Regions from separate parts of the Pan troglodytes genome. Here region 1 is linked to region 2. Evidence: chromatin contacts called from public Hi-C data. All regions are on one chromosome and are shown on one strand. The core of a region is the stretch at or near the end of the contact, and the rest is flanking DNA. Distances in the headings are between cores, read along the strand shown.

Region 1 (4,937 bases), core at 752-3,251, 790 kb after region 2:
AAATTCTTAGAAAGTGGAAACAACTGCAAAGCCCTACCCCAACCCAATCAAAACATCCCACCCGGAAAAGAGCGACTTGTTTCTTTTTTCTATTGGAAATGAGTGGTAAACTGAGTTCGGTTTGGCGGTGTTTTCTTAGCTGACTCTCGGCTACAATCAAGCCATTTTCGGACACATTCCCATGTAGGTACCAGGGGTGCTCTGGAGGAAGCTGTCGACGCCTGTTCAGCTAATTTAGGTTTTCTTTGTCTAATTACTGTGGAGCTTAGGGAGAAGGAGCCGGCTCAGGGCAGTAAACTGACACTCGGTCTCTGTGTGTGGTATCCAGGCAGGGTTTGATGGAAAAAGCCTGCTTCCACTCAACCTCAGGTCACTGTCTGGGGCCAGCCCCGGCCCACCCCCCTCCCACATACCCCTCCCCTCCCCACCCGCCCTCTCTGCATCTACAGCCCCACCAGCACACTCAGCCAGGAGCAGTCCCCTGGCACTCCAGGGGCACACAGGGCTCCAGCCGCCCCAAGGGGCCTGCCTAGGCTGTGCGGCTGTGAAGGCTCTTTGCCTGGTGTCTCCCTCCTGATTACTGCACAACCTCCCTTTCTCCTGCCTCCTGCAACTCCCCAGGCTCCCCAGCAGGCACACCCGTGCACCTCGGTCCTTTCAGCCTAGACGCAGCGGGGTGCCCAGCTCTGCCTCCTGTTTGGTCCGCTGGTCTGCAGCACCTTCTTTCTGGGCCTCCCCCTTCAGCCCTTGGGAGGCCCCGCCAGCTCCGGCCTCCTGCTCTCCTCCTCCCTCTCCCAGCTCCTATCCCTGGTCGGACTACATTTCCCTGCACGTGTAATCCAATAACTAACTGTCGGGTCTCATTGGAAGTGATTGCTCCCGAGGGCACATCTCTCTCAGAGCGTGACTCTTACTTAGGGAGGAATTAGCCACAACTGGGGAGAAGTGTTCTCGGACAGGAGTTAGCTGAGACCTGGCACAGTTTTGGGTGGGCAATGTTAAGACGGAGGATGTAAACCTAGTGACAGCTGCACACCCCTTCAGGACTGACTATAAATATAGCCATCTCGCTTATCTCAGGGTCTTTCTTTTTCTTTCTCTTTCTTTCTTTTCTTCCTTCCTTCCTTCTTCTTTCTTTTTCTTCTGCACTTTTTTCTTACAGAACACTAACTGGGGCGTGGGGGTGAGGGGAAGAAGTGGAAGCAAATGCAACCCTAAGTCCCATGAGATCCAGGTTTCCAGAGTCTTTGAAACTTGGCCTAGGTTTCTCAGTCTAAATCCCTCTGCTCAAAGTTCCGAAAACGTCCACGATCGCCAGCGGCCCGCAACCCTGCGGCGGCCCCCAGTCGCCCTAACAATTGTCGGGGAGCCTGCAGGCCCTGCCAGAAAGAGAGAGGATTGGCACGTTACCTTTGGGCGTCTGGCACCCCGGCGTGTGGCTGAGGGCGGCAAAGTCTAAACGAAGTTGACAGATGGAGTCAGTATCGGCCCTGGGGAGGGCGGCCAGGGAGGCTCCGAGCAGCCGCACCCGCAGCAGCACCACTCGGCCCGGCGGGCCAGGAGGAGGAAGGGGGGGCGGGGGGGCGGGGCTGGGTCCACTCCGCGGGGGGCGGCAGGGTCCTGGGATGGGAAGCGGGGGTTGCTGTAGGGGGCAAACAGAAAGAATATTTCATGAAGTCAGAGGTGGTCGAGTTTTGCGAGGGGTGGGGGTCGCCCCCTTAGCAAAACGGGAGTGAGTCTGTGATCCCTCAATTTGAAAGACGGTGAGTGAGGGAATGGGGAAGAGGCCGCGAGAGGAATGAAAAGAGCGAGGAGACCCTGGAGAGCGGGGAGCGAGATAAGAGAGGGAGGCGGCCGCCAGGTCGGGAGGGGGAGGAGTGAGCGCGGCGGCCCGAGCGCGCCCTCCCCGCGGCGGCGCGGAGCGAGGAGGGGGCAGGGCGGGGTAGGGGGAGGGAGGGAGGGAGGGAGGGAGGGAGCGAGGAGGGCGGCCGGGGAGGGCGAGGGAGGGAGGAAGTCCGAGAGACAGAGCGAGGAGCGCTCCTGAAGGGAGACGTCGGGCTCGTCCCCGGGGTCCAGGCCGCGGTCCCACTCGCGGGCGCAGTTGCCCGGCGCCGGCCGCTCGGCCCCGCGGCCTGGGAGGCCGTTGCGCAAGGCAGGGCCCGCGGCTCGGGGAGGGATGCGCCGGGCGTTGCCTCCCGCCCGCCGCCGCCGCCGCCGCCGCCGCCAGAAGCCCCAGAGGAGCTGAGGGAGGCGACGCCGAAGCGCTGGCCCGGAGTGGCCACGGCTGCAGCCCGGGCGGCGGGCTAGGGCGCTCGCAGGGCTTCTGGGCCGACCCCGCTCCGGCGCCTCCGCTCCCCGCCCGGGGCCCGCCCTCGCGGCCCGGCCTCGCTCCCGGGTCCCAGATGACCACCGAGGGCGGGCCGCCGCCGGCCCCGCTCCGCCGCGCGTGCAGCCCGGTCCCCGGCGCGCTCCAGGCCGCCCTGATGAGCCCGCCGCCCGCCGCCGCCGCCGCCGCCCTGGAGACCACCTCCTCCTCCTCGTCGTCCTCCTCCGCCTCCTGCGCCTCGTCCTCGTCCTCCTCCAATTCGGCCAGCGCCCCCTCGGCTGCCTGCAAGAGTACGGGCGGCGGCGGCGCGGGCGCCGGGAGCGGGGGCGCCAAGAAGGCGAGCTCGGGGCTGCGGCGGCCCGAGAAGCCGCCCTACTCGTACATCGCGCTCATCGTCATGGCCATCCAGAGCTCGCCCAGCAAGCGCCTGACGCTCAGCGAGATCTACCAGTTCCTGCAGGCGCGCTTCCCCTTCTTCCGCGGCGCCTACCAGGGCTGGAAGAACTCCGTGCGCCACAATCTCTCGCTCAACGAGTGCTTCATCAAGCTGCCTAAGGGCCTCGGGCGGCCCGGCAAGGGCCACTACTGGACCATCGACCCGGCCAGCGAGTTCATGTTCGAGGAGGGCTCGTTCCGCCGCCGGCCGCGCGGCTTCAGGCGGAAGTGCCAGGCGCTCAAGCCCATGTACCACCGCGTGGTGAGCGGCTTGGGCTTCGGGGCGTCGCTGCTGCCCCAGGGCTTCGACTTCCAGGCGCCCCCGTCGGCGCCGCTCGGCTGCCACAGCCAGGGCGGCTACGGCGGCCTCGACATGATGCCCGCGGGCTACGACGCCGGCGCGGGCGCCCCAAGCCACGCGCACCCTCACCACCACCACCACCACCACGTCCCGCACATGTCGCCCAACCCGGGTTCCACCTACATGGCCAGCTGCCCGGTGCCCGCGGGCCCCGGGGGCGTCGGTGCGGCCGGGGGCGGCGGCGGCGGCGGCGGCGGAGACTACGGGCCGGACAGCAGCAGCAGCCCGGTACCCTCGTCCCCGGCCATGGCGAGCGCCATCGAATGCCACTCGCCCTACACGAGCCCTGCGGCGCACTGGAGCTCGCCTGGCGCCTCGCCTTACCTCAAGCAGCCGCCTGCCCTGACGCCGAGCAGCAACCCCGCCGCCTCGGCAGGCCTGCACTCCAGCATGTCCTCCTACTCGCTGGAGCAGAGCTACTTGCACCAGAACGCTCGCGAGGACCTCTCAGGTAACGCAGCACGCTCCAGCCCAGCCAGCTGGGCGCATCGCTTCTAGGCCTCCAGGGCTGGCGGCCACTGCCACTCCCACAAACAGGGACCCCGAAGCTAGGAGGTCTGAGGGCACTGGGAAAAGCAGATGCTGGGGAAAGCCGGCATCTTATTCGTGGGAGCAGGGATCAGGGATCAGGGTCTTACTGTCCTCCCAGTATCCCTGGCCAGCAGCTGAAGCTTCAGAATTGTCTGGCTGCTCTGAGCGTGGTGTAAAGTCCCCTGCCTTCCTGGACTCTTTGGGGATCCCTGTGCAGGAGACTGCAGGTCTCCCGTTCAGAGTCTCACTCAGCTTTGAGAGAAGGCATGTGGCCTTTGGGGAACTTGGTCAGGAAGCTGTGTCTAGTTCCTTTTGTCCCATTTTTTCCTTGCGTTCATTTTGCTGTACTTTTGTCCCGAAGTAAATGTCAGAATCAGATATGTTCTGTATGTTGGGGTGTCTGTAGGGAGATGTTTGCAGCTGGGCAAGTGTTAAGAGGAGGGGGTGGGAGGGAGAGAGCTGGATCCCAGGATCTTTCACTAAAGGATCTTTCACTAAAGGATTTGCCAGTGGAGGGGGTCACCAAACTGTTGAAGACTCCTCCCCTTCCCTGCCTCCCCACCCCCCAACAATGGACCCACATTAATGATACAGGTCCTGGGTGGCAGGACCTGAAGGACCCTGCTAGGACTCCCCTGAGAAATGCGCCTGCCCTGTGGATGCCACTTGTAGTGTGGCTGGTTTACATTGTGTTTGGTTGCAGATTATGAAAATTTATTGACTTGCTGAAGGTGGTGAAAGGTGGGAGGGGACGGTGAGGATGGAAGAGGGAATTTGAATATTTGACCAGGTTAATCTGAAGAACAGAGATAAACCCTTACATTAACCCCTCACTCGGAGCACCTAGGGCTGCACATTAAAATCTCATGGGCCTGCCAGTCAAAGGCAAGGCCCCAAGCTACTCTCTCACACTGGCCTCCCACAGCAATGAGACAGTGGCTTGGAGGGTGATGCATGCTTTATGTGTTCCTGAGCCGGTGTGCAGCGGGAGTACCGGGGGAGAAGGGAAGCCCAGAAATGGGCAAAAGATGTTGGTTCCCTGGACGGTGAAATTTCCCAAATAGGCCTTTTAAATGTGGGTCTCAGAGGTTAACCAAACAAAGACAGTCTCGGCAGGACCACACCGGAGAGGATTTTAGCCTGACTTAACCCACTGAGAACAGAGTCTTGTTCAATTTTATGGGAATTTCAACAAGTAACCAATACAGGCGGCCTTCCCCTCTTATTTTTGTATTCCCTTGGACCAGCTGTCAATCACACACACACACACACACACACACACAC
Region 2 (5,297 bases), core at 1,539-4,038:
TCTTTTCAAAAGTGAGTCTGAGCTTGTCTTCCCCCAATCCACCGACCCCTGCTTAAAATCCATCAGCGACTCCCCATCGCACTCTGGGTGAAGTCCAAACCTGTCACAGCGGCCAAGGAAGTTCGTCTCTTCACTCCACCTCCACGCTCTAAGCTCCAACCACACAGGATTCAGAGGCCTTCTTGTGCTTGTAACCTGTGCACATTCTCCCTTCCTGGAAGTCTTAAATGCTTTCCTCCTCTGTTTCAACTGTCAAGTACAGATACCCTTCTGATCTCAAAAGAGATGTCACTCCCTTCAGCTCTCAGAATGTCACTCCCCTGACCTCAAAACCCTGGATCAGAGGCTACTCCTAAGCACTCCAATGTCACTCAGAACTTCCCCAGTCATATGAAACAGCACATAATATTCTAACAGCTGGCTGGTTATCTGTCTACCCTACTATTTTGTGAGCTTGCATGAGCTAGGCCCTTGTCTGTTGTCCTGACTACTGTGACTTTGGCACCCAACAGTGTCTGGAGCATAGCAGGCATTCAATATACTCAATATTCTCCAAATGATAGTATACAAACAAAAGCCAATACACCTGCACGCAAATAGACCTTTGACTTCTCTCCCCCAGCTTCCCTCAGGGCCTCCACACAGGTGGTCCCTTTCTCAAGCTGAGGTGGCTAGTAAGCTACCTTTTATCCTTCCAGTTCTAATACGGAGGCTTCTCTGAGACATTCCCACACCAGCCATCTAAAGCATTCTCCTCAGTTACTCCCTTTTGGAACATCTTGATTTTCTTTTTTTCTTTTCATCACATGTCCCAGCATTTTATTTGGTTAGTTACATGTTTAGTGGCTTTTCCTTCCTCTAGCGGTAACTCTGGGAGGCAGCGGCTATGTGTTGCTAGCGATGGGTGCAGTGCCTGGCACAGAGCAGGACTCAACATACACCTGTCAAGACGATGTGCAGACCGATAGTTACCAAAGACCAATGTCACCTCCTCGGCATCACGCTGCCTGCCCCGAAACGTCAACGCTGTCCACCAACCGCAAAAACAGACATGATAAAAGAGTTGTCCCTTTTCATTAGTACAATGCTAACCAGTGGCCAAAAAAACCACAAAACAAGCAAAAGACAATAATAAGAGATACCAAGTAAATTAGGTAGTCAGTGCCTTCATCATTAAACATTCCCAAAATGTATCAAAATGACATGAAGGAATCACACAACACATTGGAAGAGAAATCCTTGCCTTTCAGATCTTTCACGTAGCCCTCTTTGCAACTGTGCATGAGCTGAAGGATCCACTTGTGTTGGGCTCCAATGCATTGCCAAGCAGGGTCACCAGGGGCATGAAGGTCAGACAGGTACCTGAAAAAGCAAGTCCAAGGTTGAGGCCAAAGGGAAATGCTGGCATATTTTAAAATCATGACTTTTTAAAGGCTAAAATTTTATCAATTAGTCTTGTCCCCTGTCAAATATTAGTCTTTAATATTTAATTCTCAATGAAATATATTCGAATTTCTTGGCTAGGTGAGATGGCTCCTGCCTGTAATCCCAGCACTTTGGGAGGCTGAGGTGGATGGATCACCTGAGGTCAGGAGTTCAAAACCAGCCTGGCCAACGTGCTGAAACCCCGTCGCTACTAAAAAAATACAAAAATTAGCCAAGTGTGTTGGTGCAAGCCTGTAATCTCAGCTACTCGGGCGGCTGAGGCAGGAGAATCGCTTGAACCCGAGAGGCAGAGGTTGCAGTGAGCTGAGATCTCACCACTGTACTGCAGCCTGGGCGACAGAGTGAGACGCCATCTCCAAACAAACAAACAAGCAAACAAAAAATAAAAAAATAAACAGCAGAGCTTTAAAATTTTTTCATATAAATGATAAAACTATTAAAAACAGCTCTTTGTAAAAAGACAAGGACAATTTGCAGTGATCCTATCTACTCGATGAGCATTTTTCTTTATATTTATATTTAGTTCACAGGAGTTTTTCTACTTAGTTCAGAGTCATTATATTAGACACAGGTGGGAGCCAGCAGATACTGGGCAAATACTTTTAAAATTTCAGATGTTTTTTAATTCCTTTCTGATATGAAATATGGCCACGAGATGGCAGTATGGCACCGCTTTCTAAAACTAGCTAAATGAGGGCTAACCGAACTGTGAAGAGATTTGGTGACAACACTCACCTCTAAAGTCTACACTCACGACTGAGAAAATATTTCTCTAGGAAATATAGTATAGTTCGGTGTTTTTCTTAGTTTCTAAATATTCTTAAAATATATCAAGTCTTTGTCTATAAAACACCCAAATCCATAGAGACCATTTATTTCCATAGAAAAATTTCTGTCAAATATTATTTAAGATTTGGCCCTCAGCCCTCACAAAATATATAAATATAGCAAGCTAAATCCAATTAAATCAACTCCAAAAGCATGTCCAAATGAATTTATTGTCTTAAAACTGTTGTTAAGCCATATGCCATTCTTTGTCTCTGGGTTAGAGGTTTTTCTTCAGTGGTAAATCATCATCAATGGCTCCAGGCTGACCTTGGGCCAGACCTCAATCCCTCAGGGGTGCACCCATGCTTCCAGCCCATTCCTCCAGTAGTGAGTGTGTGTTACTCAGGTATCTCAATCAGCAGCCAATCAGAGGAGAAACAAATCCACTTTGTAATATGTTAGCAACAAATAAAATGCTGAGAACACTGACATTCCCAGCTGATGGGGAGGGACTGGGTGCTGTGGAGAGCCGGATATCCAGGCATCTACAGACGGGCCACACTCAGGCTGCCCAGAGGTGGCTGAGAGCTGCCATCTCCTCCTCCTTGTGACCACCTACAGGTTGCAAACAGGATGCGTCTCTGTGCTGAGAAAGTGGCAGATCAATTAGAAGGAAGAGCTTTACTCAGATTAAGAAGTCACCAGCACTCCTCCTCATAAATGAGAATAGTATCCTGAGAAGAAAACTACAATCTAACAAGTTACATTTAGCTTGGCACAGGGGATTCATTTCAGATTCCAAAATGCAGTCTGATTCTTTCTCTCACACAAGGCTTTCTTCTTTTATTACCTGAACGATAAATATAACAAATAGTACACTGTGTCTTTCTTCCCAAAGAACGTGATTCTATGCTTTCTTGCTGGGGATGATGCATTTCAGCGTTCTCCCTAAATAGGCTTGTTTTGCCTCCCAACACCTCTGCAACGCTTTCTCCTAACACTTTCACTCACGTAGCCCTCAGATTTGGTGTTAGTAGTAAAATAAAGAGATACTCTTTTAGGGACGGTGTTCCTTTTAATGTTTAAATCACTGAATAGGAGTGTAGACAGTTCGGTACAAGGGTTCTTTCTCCAGGAGTACAGCAAGAGAAATCAATAAGCTTTGCTTAGTGGCTTTTTACATTATACGTCTCTTTAAAATGTTGACTGTGTCCTTGCAAAACCTAATAACAAAAGACTTTTTCTATCATCTTATTAACGGGTATTAAAGTAAAGGAGTTTATAAAAGTTTTACAAAGCAAGATAAAGTTGTTCTTTTAGAAATTCTAGACTCAGTTCAAAAGCATGACAACTTGTGCTGGGCTCTTCAAATAAGTTTCGTGTTTCCTTTCAGTATGCAGCTAAAAATAAGTAGTTACATTTCAAAACTCTGTTTAGAATGATACATGTTATCGCCATTTCTTTTAAAACTGCATATTAAGAACACTTTTTAAAAAGGCTTTTTAGGTTAAAAAGCAATGTAAAGAATGTTAATTATGATTAACACAGGCTCAGTATTTTAAAATTTAAGAATAAAGGAAGTTTTTAGTCATATTCTGACATGATCTTCTCACAGCTACCAGGGATAAGATCACACTGCTGTGGAAAGGAATATGCAGAGCTTTGCTTCCTGCCAACATCAAGATAGAAATAAGGAGAGGGAGAAGAATAGGGAAGGTTTAAATTAGATAAAATAGTGAATGATATTAGAAAAAATTGTGAACAACAGTAAGACAATATAGTGGTAATCTGATTTTCCCCTCTACCACACATAATCTGGACTATGTAAGAAAACTAATACATTTTTGTTCATGATAAAGCTATCTCTATTCCTACTTGACGCTCATAAATTTCAAAGTCCAACAGGTATTTGACCTGGTTCTGATCTTATTTTTCTATTTCTTAGCGACTAAAAATTTCATTTAAAAAGGTAACAATTGCTCAGTATTTTCTCAAAGCATCGTAAATAAAATAATCATTAACAAATACATAAACTATTGTTGACTTGTTTATATTTTTGCTCTTTTGCCTTTAAGATGACAGGAAAAATGGTAGTTAAAAGGCTCCTTAAAAGAATCTTTTTTGGCACTACCACCTTTTAAACGATATCCAGTAAGTTATATACTCATAAAAACTGCACATGAGTTATCCATATAGATGGTAACCCACAACATAAAGAATTTGTACACTCAACAAGATTTAACACATTACTATAGGCAAGTTTAACATAACAAGTGTAAACAGGCCAGAAATATACAAAGCACACGCAGTGAAGGAGCAGGGCAGGAAACAGCAGCCTCAGGACGTCTGACGCTACCCAGCTGCGTGTCCTGGACACTACGCTCAACCTCCCTGCAACTCTGTCGCTTTCTAGGTAGAAAATAAAGCAGTTGGATAACAAATGTGTGGTTTATTTCCAGCTTTACATTTCTAGGATTCTACAAACCAGGAAAATCCCCCATATACATTATTTCTTATGGAGGCAGCTTAGAGAGAAACAAGAGTGGGCTCTGAAGCCAAACAGGCGTCCCGTCCCCCGGGTCACTGTGTGTGCTGGGCAAGCTTCGGTGTTTTCACCTGTACAATGGGCACCGCACAAGCGTCCTTTCATGGTGGTGATCAGGATTAGAGAGGACATGTAGAACACATCCCGCACAGCGCCTGAGCATGCTGCACACGTGCAGGGGTGGCAGCATGCAAACACAGCACCCTCTCTTCATCCCACCGCTACTGCCTCTGCTTGCTTCCTCCTGGGCAATGCTAGCGTGCTGCCAATGACGACGGCTCATACTCCCGCCGTACGCCTCATCACTAGGACACAGGTCCAGGTGTGGATCTTTTCTCCCGTTCACACTTGCACACACAGCAGCTTTCAGGCCAGACGCTCTTTTCAAGACAGTCTTTTCTTTTCAGAGACAGGATCTTGCTGTCACCCAGGCTCGAGTGCAGTGGTACGATCACATCTCACTGCAGTCTCGAACTCCTGGGCTCAAGAGATCCTACTGCCTCAGCCTCCTGAGTGGCTGGGACTACAGGCATGCATC

The links. Hi-C and Micro-C count contacts between places; a contact is called where the count stands out from the background.
Region 1: a contact with region 2 is called in a Hi-C map of induced pluripotent stem cells, with 1.7 times the contacts expected there. The contact joins the promoter of FOXF2 here to the enhancer-like site in region 2. A contact is called at or near these places in 3 of 7 Hi-C or Micro-C datasets (blood, induced pluripotent stem cells and stem cell-derived neural progenitor cells) and 1 of 1 other capture datasets (stem cell-derived neural stem cells).

What each region holds. Positions count from the first base shown.
Region 1 is chr5:7,332,094-7,337,030 of NHGRI_mPanTro3-v2.0_pri, forward strand. FOXF2 (forkhead box F2) reads left to right here and starts at 2,002. Exons shown (of 2, transcript XM_001174677.5): 1 at 2,002-3,573. The coding sequence starts at 2,403.
Region 2 is chr5:6,536,718-6,542,014 of NHGRI_mPanTro3-v2.0_pri, forward strand. EXOC2 (exocyst complex component 2) reads right to left here. Exons shown (of 28, transcript XM_016954799.3): 11 at 1,244-1,362. Among named protein-coding and RNA genes, the nearest start is that of HUS1B, 63 kb to the right of the region's middle. Within about 2 kb of position 2,789, at least 3 of the 24 cell types and tissues checked have an H3K27ac peak or open chromatin away from gene starts, as enhancers often do. A contact at or near this core is called in induced pluripotent stem cells, where this site is marked.